Linked DNA regions of Mus musculus: all the other regions are linked to region 2. The links are chromatin contacts, called in public Hi-C and HiChIP or PLAC-seq maps. All regions are on one chromosome and are shown on one strand. The core of a region is the stretch at or near the end of the contact, and the rest is flanking DNA. Distances in the headings are between cores, read along the strand shown. Region 1 overlaps Mctp2 (multiple C2 domains, transmembrane 2). Region 2 has its middle 9.6 kb from the start of Gm30149. Region 3 has its middle 240 kb from the start of Gm39035.

The links. Hi-C and Micro-C count contacts between places; a contact is called where the count stands out from the background. HiChIP or PLAC-seq counts read pairs in DNA pulled down with a chosen protein or histone mark.
Region 1: a contact with region 2 is called in a Hi-C map of CD8 T cells, with 5 times the contacts expected there. The contact joins two enhancer-like sites. A contact is called at or near these places in 3 of 484 Hi-C or Micro-C datasets (CD8 T cells, Th1 cells and pre-B cells) and 3 of 115 datasets of contacts at active chromatin or transcription factors (acute myeloid leukemia, large pre-B cells and pro-B cells).
Region 3: a contact with region 2 is called in an H3K27ac HiChIP or PLAC-seq map of the NIH/3T3 cell line, with 6 times the contacts expected there. The contact joins two enhancer-like sites. A contact is called at or near these places in 2 of 484 Hi-C or Micro-C datasets (embryonic fibroblasts and uterus) and 2 of 115 datasets of contacts at active chromatin or transcription factors (the NIH/3T3 cell line and embryonic forebrain).

The regions. Positions count from the first base shown.
Region 1 is chr7:72,276,405-72,279,961 of GRCm38.p6, forward strand. The region is part of intron 1 of Mctp2 (multiple C2 domains, transmembrane 2); the gene reads right to left. Among named protein-coding and RNA genes, the nearest start is that of Mctp2, 28 kb to the right of the region's middle. Within about 2 kb of position 2,242, at least 23 of the 459 cell types and tissues checked have an H3K27ac peak or open chromatin away from gene starts, as enhancers often do.
Region 2 is chr7:73,616,600-73,619,998 of GRCm38.p6, forward strand. No RefSeq gene overlaps it. Among named protein-coding and RNA genes, the nearest start is that of Gm30149, 9.6 kb to the left of the region's middle. Within about 2 kb of position 2,027, at least 332 of the 459 cell types and tissues checked have an H3K27ac peak or open chromatin away from gene starts, as enhancers often do. A contact at or near this core is called in the NIH/3T3 cell line, embryonic fibroblasts and uterus, where this site is marked.
Region 3 is chr7:72,540,221-72,543,666 of GRCm38.p6, forward strand. No RefSeq gene overlaps it. Among named protein-coding and RNA genes, the nearest start is that of Gm39035, 240 kb to the left of the region's middle. Within about 2 kb of position 1,556, at least 78 of the 459 cell types and tissues checked have an H3K27ac peak or open chromatin away from gene starts, as enhancers often do. A contact at or near this core is called in the NIH/3T3 cell line, embryonic fibroblasts and uterus, where this site is marked.

The DNA of each region.
Region 1 (3,557 bases), core at 992-3,491, 1.3 Mb before region 2:
CAAAAAGTTGCAAGTTGCATTTTTCGAGTTGTGATTTGGGTTTTGCAAGAACCTATTTGCAACAATATGACAATGAGAATGTGACTATAGAATAGTTGGTGGCTAAAAGCATTTTCTGTTCTTGCAGATGAACTAAATGCAGTCCCTGGTACCCACATGGTGGATTCATGACCTTCAGAAACTTTAGATCCAGCGATTTCATAGCCTCCTCTGATCTTGGTTGGTACTACATGCACAATGTAAACTAACATATATGTAGGCAAAAGATTCATACATATGGAAATCAAAACAATCTAGAATTTTAAGGGCCTTAATCTAGAGAGTTAAAGTGGTTAGCGTTCACTCACTCCCTGCTTCTGTTGTCTATGTTTAATACAATGACTGAACATAGAAACCAAAAACAACTTTGTGTAATCTTTCTTTGACTGACACTTTTCATAGTCACGATTCAGCCAACCCACACACACAGGCCTGTTAATCAATTAAGTGGTTTGTGAACATATATGATGAAGCCATGAATTCATTATAAGAATCCATATTATTGTCCATCAGAAATCACATACACAAGTCTACATATCATTTTGAAACTAAAATGAATAGAACACAGACATGCTCAAATGCATTGGAGAGTAGTATTCCAAATGCAGGTGTAGTTACAGACATCGTTACAACAGCTTCTATTAATGATCAGATTTGCTTTCACATTTGAGGTTAAAATTAAGAGTGAGCTAGCAAGCTATTGGTGTTGATAAATGAGGCCAGGACAGTGTGTGTCTGGTAATGTCTCAGTCTATCCCAAAAGAAATGGCATACACTATAGATTGGTAAGAGGACAGGTTGGCAAAACACATGCACACACACACACACACACACACACACACACACACACACAAATTAAAACTGCAGTCTTCAAACAATTATTTTCAAATGAAGTTCTGTTGGCAAACACTGCACATTAACAACCATCATAAAAGAGCATATTTCATGATAATTGCCCAAGAAGACTATTATAAAGTTTTACATATTGGTACTTAATAATACTAAAGCATTTGTGTGACTTCAAATATGAGCCTTTTAAGTTATTTAATCTCCCAGAGTCAATTAAGTTATCCCAAATAAGAAGACACATTGATTACATGGCTGGAATTAAATCTGGGAAGACTACAGAGGGAAAGGAAACAAAAACATTGACCTAGTTCCCAAAGTCCTTAAGTGTATATACAACTAGATTGACACTTGCGTGAAATGGCAATGCTTTTCCAAAGTCCTGGGGTAAAGATGGCATCCTAACCTATTCAGTGTATCTCTTAGACTTACTCCTGCCTTGACAAACACCAGTGAGAAGGGGCTTAGAGGAAGATTTACTTTGGCTCATGATTTTGGATGTTTGTAGTCCACATTTGGCTAGATCCTTTTACTTCAGGCCTTGGCATGTGGGTGTCAGGAGAATGTGGTGGCTGAGATCATTAACCTCATGGAGGCCATGAAGCAAAAAGAGTGGAGTCCAGGAAGAAGGTAGATTTTTTTTTTCCCCAAGGAGCCTTCTAACGGCCTACTTTTTATTAAAAAAAAAAAAAAAAACCAAAAAAAAAAAAAAAAACTCTTATTTTTCTTATTTTCTACTACTGGCAAATAATGCTGTCATGTTATACACATATGAAGGGACTGAGCTTCTGAAGGAATCCAAGCCCTCGTGATCCGATCACATCAGATCTGCCAGATGGGGACCAAGTTCCAACCCATGAGTCTTTTGGGGACACACTGCCTATCTAAACCTTAAAATAATGGAACTTCACAGACACCAGATATGTTTAGGAAAGATCTTTTGTTCAAGTTAAAGTAGCACATGAATTCATGAATCCATTTACAACAGGTAGAATAAGTAGCAGTCAACTGGGGATTTATTCGATAACCTGTTTCTCTTACCAGCATGATCTAACCCACGGGGTTGGCACTGTTGATAGCGTCTCTTTATAATGCAGAAGCTTCAGCTTTATGAGCCTGAATTTCAAGCTCTGATTGTGGTAAGAAATCATGTGGTGTTGGGGTTCTGAGGGTACTGTGTGCCTGGTATACCCTCACTCACGTCTTACTGCATTCTAGATCCTGACTACCCCTGGGAAGGCCTCTGTGTTGTAGGTGTCCTGTAGGAAAGAGGTGAAGACTTAGGAGAGGCAAAGATGTGTTAAATGAATGGCGCTGACTAGGATACTGAGACCCAAGCCCTTCCTCTTTTTGTTTCCCTGTGTGGTAAACAGACCTCTCCTGCCACCTGGGACAGGCCTCTGTGACACACTGTCCAACCATCAGCCCCAAAGCAACTGCACTAACAATCAACTGCAACCTCTGAGATTGGGACCAAAATAAACCTTTCTTTTTCATTTTCTTTCTTTTCTTCTTCTTTTTTTTTTTTTTTTTTTTTTTTGGTTTTTCGAGACAGGGTTTCTCTGTGTAGCCCTGGCTGTCCTGAAACTCATTTTGTAGACCAGGCTGACCTCGAACTCAGAAATGCGCCTGCCTCTGCCTCCTGAGTGCTGGGAGTATATTTTGACATAGTAATGAGATGCTATGTGGTAACATACAACAGAAAAACAATTTATATAATAGTCATCCAAACATTTTGAGTAAATGAGAAAACTTATTAAAAGAATAAATGAATAAACAAACAGACAAACATAGCTTGTTCTTGCCACAGCTATTTTGGGGTGGCACAGTTGTCATTAAAATATGCAGTTGCCAGCCATGTATATATTAGCAACACTGCCTAGACTTAGCAAATTCTACAAAGAGACAAGATGTTGAAGATACATTCAGCAGGACATTTGAGGAGTGAAATGTAGTCTGGAATTCATATTTATGATTAGATAGATAGATAGATAGATAGATAGATAGACAGACAGACAGAGAGAGAGAGAGAGAGAGAGAGAGAGATAGAAAATAGGTCCCATTTAGTAGGTAGAATAAGATTCACTTAGTCCTCTACTAGTGAGCAATGCAAAAGTAGAGAAGACTTGGTACAGCATTGGAAAGACTAGCTGGTAGCACTTGAGACTCTAATTTGTTTGTGCATGGCTGATATCTGTATTCTTAACCACTATGTGTGGCTGGAGATAAAAGAAGAGAGAAAGCTGGCTCCAACTTCTCAGTCTGGAGGTCACAGCAGCATCAATGCCAGCTGCACCTTATGATCACACCTAAATAGCTGGAATGCTGGGCCGAGGGACAGTAGGTGGCCTGAAGGAAGCCTGAAGGAAAAAAGGACAGAGATTGTAGAGTCCTCTACTGCTGAGCCACCATGCTGGGGAAAAAAAAAAAAAAAAAAAAAAAAAAAAGCAAGCCCTGGAAAAACCTTTACCAAGGAACTTGCATTTCATTATCTCAAGAGAGCTACAGACATTTTAGTAATTAAAATAGCCAAGAATATTCCAATGGTTCGGGTAAAGGATGGTGGCACTTCAGAAGGAGAACACTGAAACAGGGTCATTAACATGCTCCTGAGATAAAGCATGCGACGCTGTGGTAAGCAATCACACTTGAAGGATGAGGTTCTAGGAAAA
Region 2 (3,399 bases), core at 777-3,276:
TGAAAAAAAGCATTTTAAAATAAAGGTAGTAAAAGGAGGTAGCAGATTCCACATGCAGTGTTCATCTTCCACAGAAAACTAATCTATGCGGAGGGCTAAAAGTATTTGAGCTATTTCTTGGAAGATGGCATCTTCACATTTTCTTAAATTCCTTTTAAGTTTGTTATAATACTTCATTAAAAAGTCAGAGATACGTTTTATATCAGGAAGTCTGCGCTAATGAAATTCTGGAGACAACATTTTAAAACCCTAGGAACGTTCATGTGTGACAACTGTAAAAAGAGTTGCAGGCGACTGAGTCTGAACCATTCCTATGAAGGAGAAAGCAAGGAAACCCGGAAAAATATAGGAAGTCGGCCATTATGCTGCTGGTCGAGGAACTGCTACAGACAAAGCTGTATTCTTTCCTTAGGCCTAGGAGAGGAAAGATTAGAGCCCTTTGTGTTTCGGAATTCCATTCCTTAACTCTGCGGCCCCTGGCACTAATGGTGACTGGGAGTCGTTACGCAGTGTTTTGGTTCCTCAGAGGGCTCAAGTGCTTTCGGGAATGCCTGCCAATACAATTCACAAGAACACAAAACCTAAGGAGTGGGGTGAAGTAGGTCCCCAAATCCCTTCGTCAAAAATGCACATTTAAGCTTGGGCTCCGCCCACCCCCCAGTCATTGATGTCACTGTCTCACTTGTAGTTTACCACTTAATATCGATGCTGTTTTGATCACGAGCTTGGAGATTTGTCTTAAGCTACTCTCCTCCCTCCCTCCCAACTAACACCGTAATAGTTCCGCATTTTATCCAAAATATTTATTAATTAAACTTCTAAGGTCCTTGGGAGCCAGGTGCTATTTAGAGGGGAGGGGTCTTATTATTTTGAGATAGGCCAAAGGCCTCATAAATCGCAAATATGGGAAAGAATTTGAAACCTATTCTAAAAGGCTTTCAAATCCCAAGGCGACAAATGTCTTATTCTAAATATACCATCACATTCAGAGTAACGTGTGTTAACTTATTTAAAAAGATATAAAACCCAACAAAACCTCACATCTGCGATCCTCAGGCCCATCTAAAATAAATTCCACCGGTCAGGAATGTCTACGGGGTGGGGCAAGTAGAGTTACACGGATTTGGGCAGGAAGGGGAGGCTTCAGGCTTTCGCAGCAATTCCAGGATACTAGACAATTATGCCTAATTTCCTACGTTTTAATACATACAAAACCAGATTTCCCTTTCTTTCTTTTCTTTTTTTTTTTTTTTTTTTTGCTTTTTTTCACAAAAGCCAAACAGACAAGCTTGGATTCTGCCACACTGGCCGCCCCTACAGTGAGGAGGTCCCGAAGCGCCCCGGGGTGGATAGGGGTGGGGTGTGGTCCACCTCCCAGCAGGTTCCATCTCTACCATTGCTGACCCCGGCGGGGTCCACGGTCAGCATTTTTCCTGCTCTTGCTCGCTGTTGGCCTCGCCCTGATCTAATCGCTCCCCTAGGAGGTCGACAACGCTCAGAGGACAAATGCAAAGCGGACAAAGCAAATTAAGGAAAGGCGCCGCGAAGGCCCAAAGGGAGTCCTGGATCCCGGCCAGGGGTCTCGTGATGGGCGCGCTGGCGACCGCACCCTGGGCCTGTCCAAGCGGCCTCCCAAGCTGGCGGAAGCCGGCTACGCCCCGCAGGCTGGGCCCCGACCGGCCCTTCCACTCCGCCCTTCGGGACGCTCCGGGTTCCGAGGGCGCAGGCAAGGCGCCCATCCCCCGCGGCGCCATCTTGTTGTTTTCGTGCATTCCTCCTCCTCCTCCTCCTCGCCCCATCCCCACCCCACCCCACCCCATCCCGGCCACGTGGCGCGCGGCTGCGGAAGAGAAGGCCCCAGCCCAACTTCCGGCCAGACCGGTTCCAGCCGGTTGCGGGACTCAGACGCGCGGCTGCCCCCTGGTGGCCGGACGCGGCGCAGCGGGCCACGCCTTGCCTCCTCCGCCATTTGCTGCGCGGCGCGAGGCACGTCCACACTCTGCCGCCGCCGTCGTCATCCGCCGCCATCCCGAGGGTGCGCGGGTTGCGAGGGGGAGGATGACCCGCGTCAGGCGTGGGAACGCCTCTCTTCCGGAGTGATCAGAAGGTCGCTGCGGCAGAGACGGGCGCTTGGTGTAAAAACTTTACTCGTGCCGCCCGTCTGCCCACCGCAGCCTGTCCTGGGTATTCTGCTTTCTATGTGGATTTCTCGTTAGCGTTTCATTCCAGACTAGCATTTCTCGGGTGTGTGCTGTGGGCGGGGCCCGTGCGGTCTCTTACTTAGACATCCTAGGTGGCTCCCAGGATCACAGTGGTCACACCCGGGGTCACAGACCACTAAGGCGCGGGACGAGGAGCCTGCATCGGAATCTAGGGCAGCGGATGCTTTACTGTGAGGTTCTCTTGGTCAGCATCTTCAGGGACCTCCTTGGAGGTCTCCCCACACTCACCTAAACTGAAAGCTTTGGAGTGAAGGAGACCTGACAGACGTTTAACACGCTCCAAGGGCATTTTGAGACTTACTGAAGACCCTTTATGTACCTGGCAGCCCTTCTAATAATGACGATGCCTTGGGGTGGGGGTGCTAACGCCCGAGCCAGACTTTAATATGGGCAATTCATGTACTTTTCGCCTTGTACTCTCCCTGGCTCACTGCTTTGTCAGAGAGGAAGCTGGTTCCCATTTCCATGGACCGTGCTAGAGTTTTTGAAACAATCCAAATTGTACACGCATTCGCTTGTACGGTATATACATAAAAACGAAGCAAAGGCAACCAAGTTTCAACATGGTTCACCTCCAATAAAGGAGGTAGGTTGCCAGGGCGGACGGGAAAGGTTTGTTTTGTTTTTGTTTTTGTTTTTGTTTTTTTTTTTTGGGTAAGTGTAACTTTCCAACTTGAACTATTTCAGCATTTATTCCAAAGAAAATAAGGAGTTATATTCAGAACGGTGTTAGAGTTAAAACTAGAATCCAATCCAAATGGCTCCAGATTCCCTGCATTCTGTTGACTATAATATAAAAATCTACTTTAGCCGGGCGTGGTGGCGCACGCCTTTAATCCCAGCTCTCAGGAGGCAGAGGCAGGCGGATTTCTGAGTTCCAGGCCAGCATGGTCTACAAAGTGAGTTCCAGGACAGCCCAGGCTACACAGAGAAACCCTGTCTCGAAAAGCTGGGCGGTGGTGGCGCATGCCTTTAATCCCAGCACTTGGGAGGCAGAGGCAGGCGGATTTCTGAGTTTGAGGCCAGCCTGGTCTACAGAGTGAGTTCCAGGACAGCCAGGGCTATACAGAGAAACCCTGTCTTGAAAAACCAAAAAAAAAAAAAAAAAAAAAAAAAAAGAAAAAAGAAAACAAAAATCTACTTTAAACATAAAATGTTCAATAGACTTGTATTTCCA
Region 3 (3,446 bases), core at 306-2,805, 1.1 Mb before region 2:
CAATGACTGCAACATGTGTAAGCATTTAAAAAGAAAATGTTCCACACACACATATTCTCAGAGCTTCAGCCTGGAGACAGGTTTTGATGGGTCTGGCTAGAGATTTGTCTGTGAATTTGTAGGGCTTTTGGTAGATGGCTGATGGGGTGACCCAGGTACCCTCCTCCCTCTAGAAGTTTGCACAGAGCCTCTGAGATGGCCGACCAGGCAGGAGGGATGACTGAAAAGGATATCTTCAAACAGATGCCCTGGCATAAGACACAATCGACTAGCCAAGTTGTTTGTCAGCCTTGGCCTCAATGACTTCTGCTTTTCTGCAAAAGGGTCCTGGAGGGGGAGAGGTATTAATTTCAGTGTATGTTAATGTTTGGTATAAAGAAAATTGTGGAAACTTACATCTTAAATTAGCCCAGCCATCCAGCTTGAGACAAAGTGCCAATCCTATCCACTAGACTATTGTATCTCCCCCTCCCCCCAAGTTCTAAATAAGTCATAAGAAGCCTGTAGATCATAAAAGAAACCTCACTGCAAAACAACTCATTCTCCCTCTCTCTCCCTCCCTCTCTCTCTCTCTCTCTCTCTCTCCCTCCAAGTCAGGAGGTCTTTAATTTTAATTTCCTGTCACATGTGGAAGGTACACTGAGTAACTGGGAAAAAGAGTTTGGATGAGCAAAGCCCCAGCTGAGCTAGTGGATAGAGGTTTGTGGGGAGTTGAGAAAATAGGAGGTAGTTAGTAAGGTGGGAAAATAAATTGATAAGCACACACACACACACACACACACACACACACACTACAAGCCCCCTTGATTGTTAAGATTAATTCTGATCAAATATATGAACCCCAAACTATTAAATTTTTTGCAATTCTTGGGTCTCAGCTATAATTGGAGTTGAATGTTCTGGGGAGATGTTTAACCGTTGTGTGGCTCCTAAAGAGAATCCTTAGACAGCCCTCCGCCTACACACAGAGACATACAGGCAAACCCACTCCCCCAATTCCTGTTTTCATATATAGTATCTTCATTTCTTACCTTCCCTAAAACAGTGTCATATTTTCTTGTGTCAGGGAATAAATGCGGGACACTGGATATTTCCATGCAAAAATACAAACCACGAGGATATAGTCCCCAAACTCTCACTTTTCACTTTGCATCCACAGACAGGAATGGCCACCATGCACTCTTTAAGCTGTGACAGCACATGATCGGGGACAATTGGCCAAATAGTGAATATTAGGGGAATTCTAAAGCCCCAGTGATAGACAAGTTGCCATCCACCTACAAAGGGTAAAAGAAGACATCCTGAGCAGACAGGGTAGGGAAAGCATCCCATGTTTTCTCTTGCTTTCTGTTCCCTGGGAGAGTCCTTGTGAGCACAAAGCCACGAAAACAATAGGCCCAGCTGCAAGGGCAGTAAGGCAATTTATTAGGGAGATGACATTTTTAATGAGAACCACTTGTGGGAGGAGAACAAAGGGCCTGTTTGGTCAGAAGGATGCTCTCCAGTCTCCTCTGAAGTGCATGAAAAAGTAATTTTGTTTTTTCCGCGTCATACTGCAAGCCGTGGAATTTCCTCACACCCCAGATGTTGTCCAGCACAGATGCTGAACAAATGGAGCAACCATCCCACGAGTATTTCAAAAAGGAAAAAAGAAAAAGAAAAAAAAAAGGTAGCTCAGGGGATTTTTATGAGTTTTGTGGCCAAGAAAATCATTAGCAAATAATGAGCTTAGGAAAGAAGGCTGCGGTTAGCAAGATGTGGCCGGACACACAAAACTGTTCACTGCCATCCGAAAGCAAACGGGGAGCTCCGTCTTCAGTAGAGAAAAATAGAAACCTGTGGGTGGAGCTGCGGTATCTGCTTCCTAGTGGGTCTGCTGAAATCAAGTCTTCTGAATATTGTTTTGGCTGGATTCTAAAAATGATTAAACACAGTATGTTTACTCTTTAAAATGTGAAAATCAGAGATTATTCACTGGTACTATTACTTCACACGCCTCCAGAAAAAGAGTAGTTCCAATGTTCTAGCCTCTTTCCTCTGAGAGCGATACTCAGTGTACGCTCAGTCAGCTCTGAACCTCCTCCCTCTCCCTCCCCCTCCCCTTCCCCCTCCCTCTCTCTCTCTCCCTGTCCCTCTCCCTCTTGTTGTCTGTCTCTGTCTCTCACCCTCTCTGTCCCTATGTCTATTTCTGTCTGTCTGCTTGTCTCTGTCCCTCTCTGTCTCTTTCCTTCCCTCTGTCTGTCTCTCTGTCTTTGTTTGCCTCTCTGTCTCTCTCTCCCCCTCTCTCCCTCTCTATGTCTTTGTCTCTATGTCTCTTTCTCTCTCTCCTTCTGTCTCTCCCTCTCTCTGTGTCTGTCTCTTTCTCTCTGTCCATCTTTCTCTCTCTGCCTCTCTGTCTCTATCTCTTTCTCTTCCTCTGTCTGTCTCTCTGTCTCTCACTCCCTCTCTCTTCATCTCTCTGGTCTCAGTCTTTCTCTCTTTCCCTCTTAGTCTCTGTTTCTTCCTGTCTATCTCTCCCTCTGTCTCTCTCCCTCTCTCTGTCTCTTTCTCCCCCTCTGTCTATCTCACTGTCTCTGTTTGTCTCTGTCTCTCTCCTTCTTTCTCCCTGTCTCTCTCTCTGTATCTCTCTCTACCTGTGTCTATCTCTGTTTCTCTCCCTTTCTCTCTCTCTCTCTCTCTCTCTCTCTCTCTCTCTCTCTCTCTCTGAAAGTGAATGTAGGGAATGCAGTATAGATGGAGATGGAAGGAAGAAAGTTCAGCCCAGTTTCTTCTTGGACCAGACATCAGGGGCTGCTCTGTGTCCTAGGAAGCAACAGAGGAATTTGCATGGGCTTTCTAAGTCAGTTTCCTTTCCCTACTCAGGCAGAAGCTTGCCTATGTGTCTTAGGAAGGCCCTGTTGCACCATGTTTCAGGTCAGAATTCAAGAACTAATGGTGTTTGAAAAATCAAAGCAAAAGCAAGCCTCTGATCCGAGTTTCAGAATCTCACAGGGGCACCATCAGCTGCAAAGGCTCCTGGCATGCAGGACCACCAAAGATATAGTACACAGGATGCAGAGCAGCTACAGGAAAGATCATGGGAGAATCCAAAAGGAAGATGCTACTATCCATGAGCTAAGTGGACAGGAATCCTCTAAAGTCTTGCCAGGCTTCCAAGGAACAGGACTCACCAGCAACATTGTCAGTATCATCTCAGCTCTACCTTTATCAGCACTCACCAAACCAGTCAGTAGTGGCAGCTCAGAATAACCTGGGAGACTTCTTAATCCCCAAAGCATATTAAGGCATGAGACCCTCAAAGCTCACAAAGATTAAGTAAAATTGTCCCAGGTCACGCAGCAGATCATGGTGAGGAAGGTTCCCAGGGCCCTGTCAGCAGCCATCTTGGTCCGTCCCACTCGGTAATTGGTCCTTGCATAAATTTATGGGCCATGCTGGCATCTGTT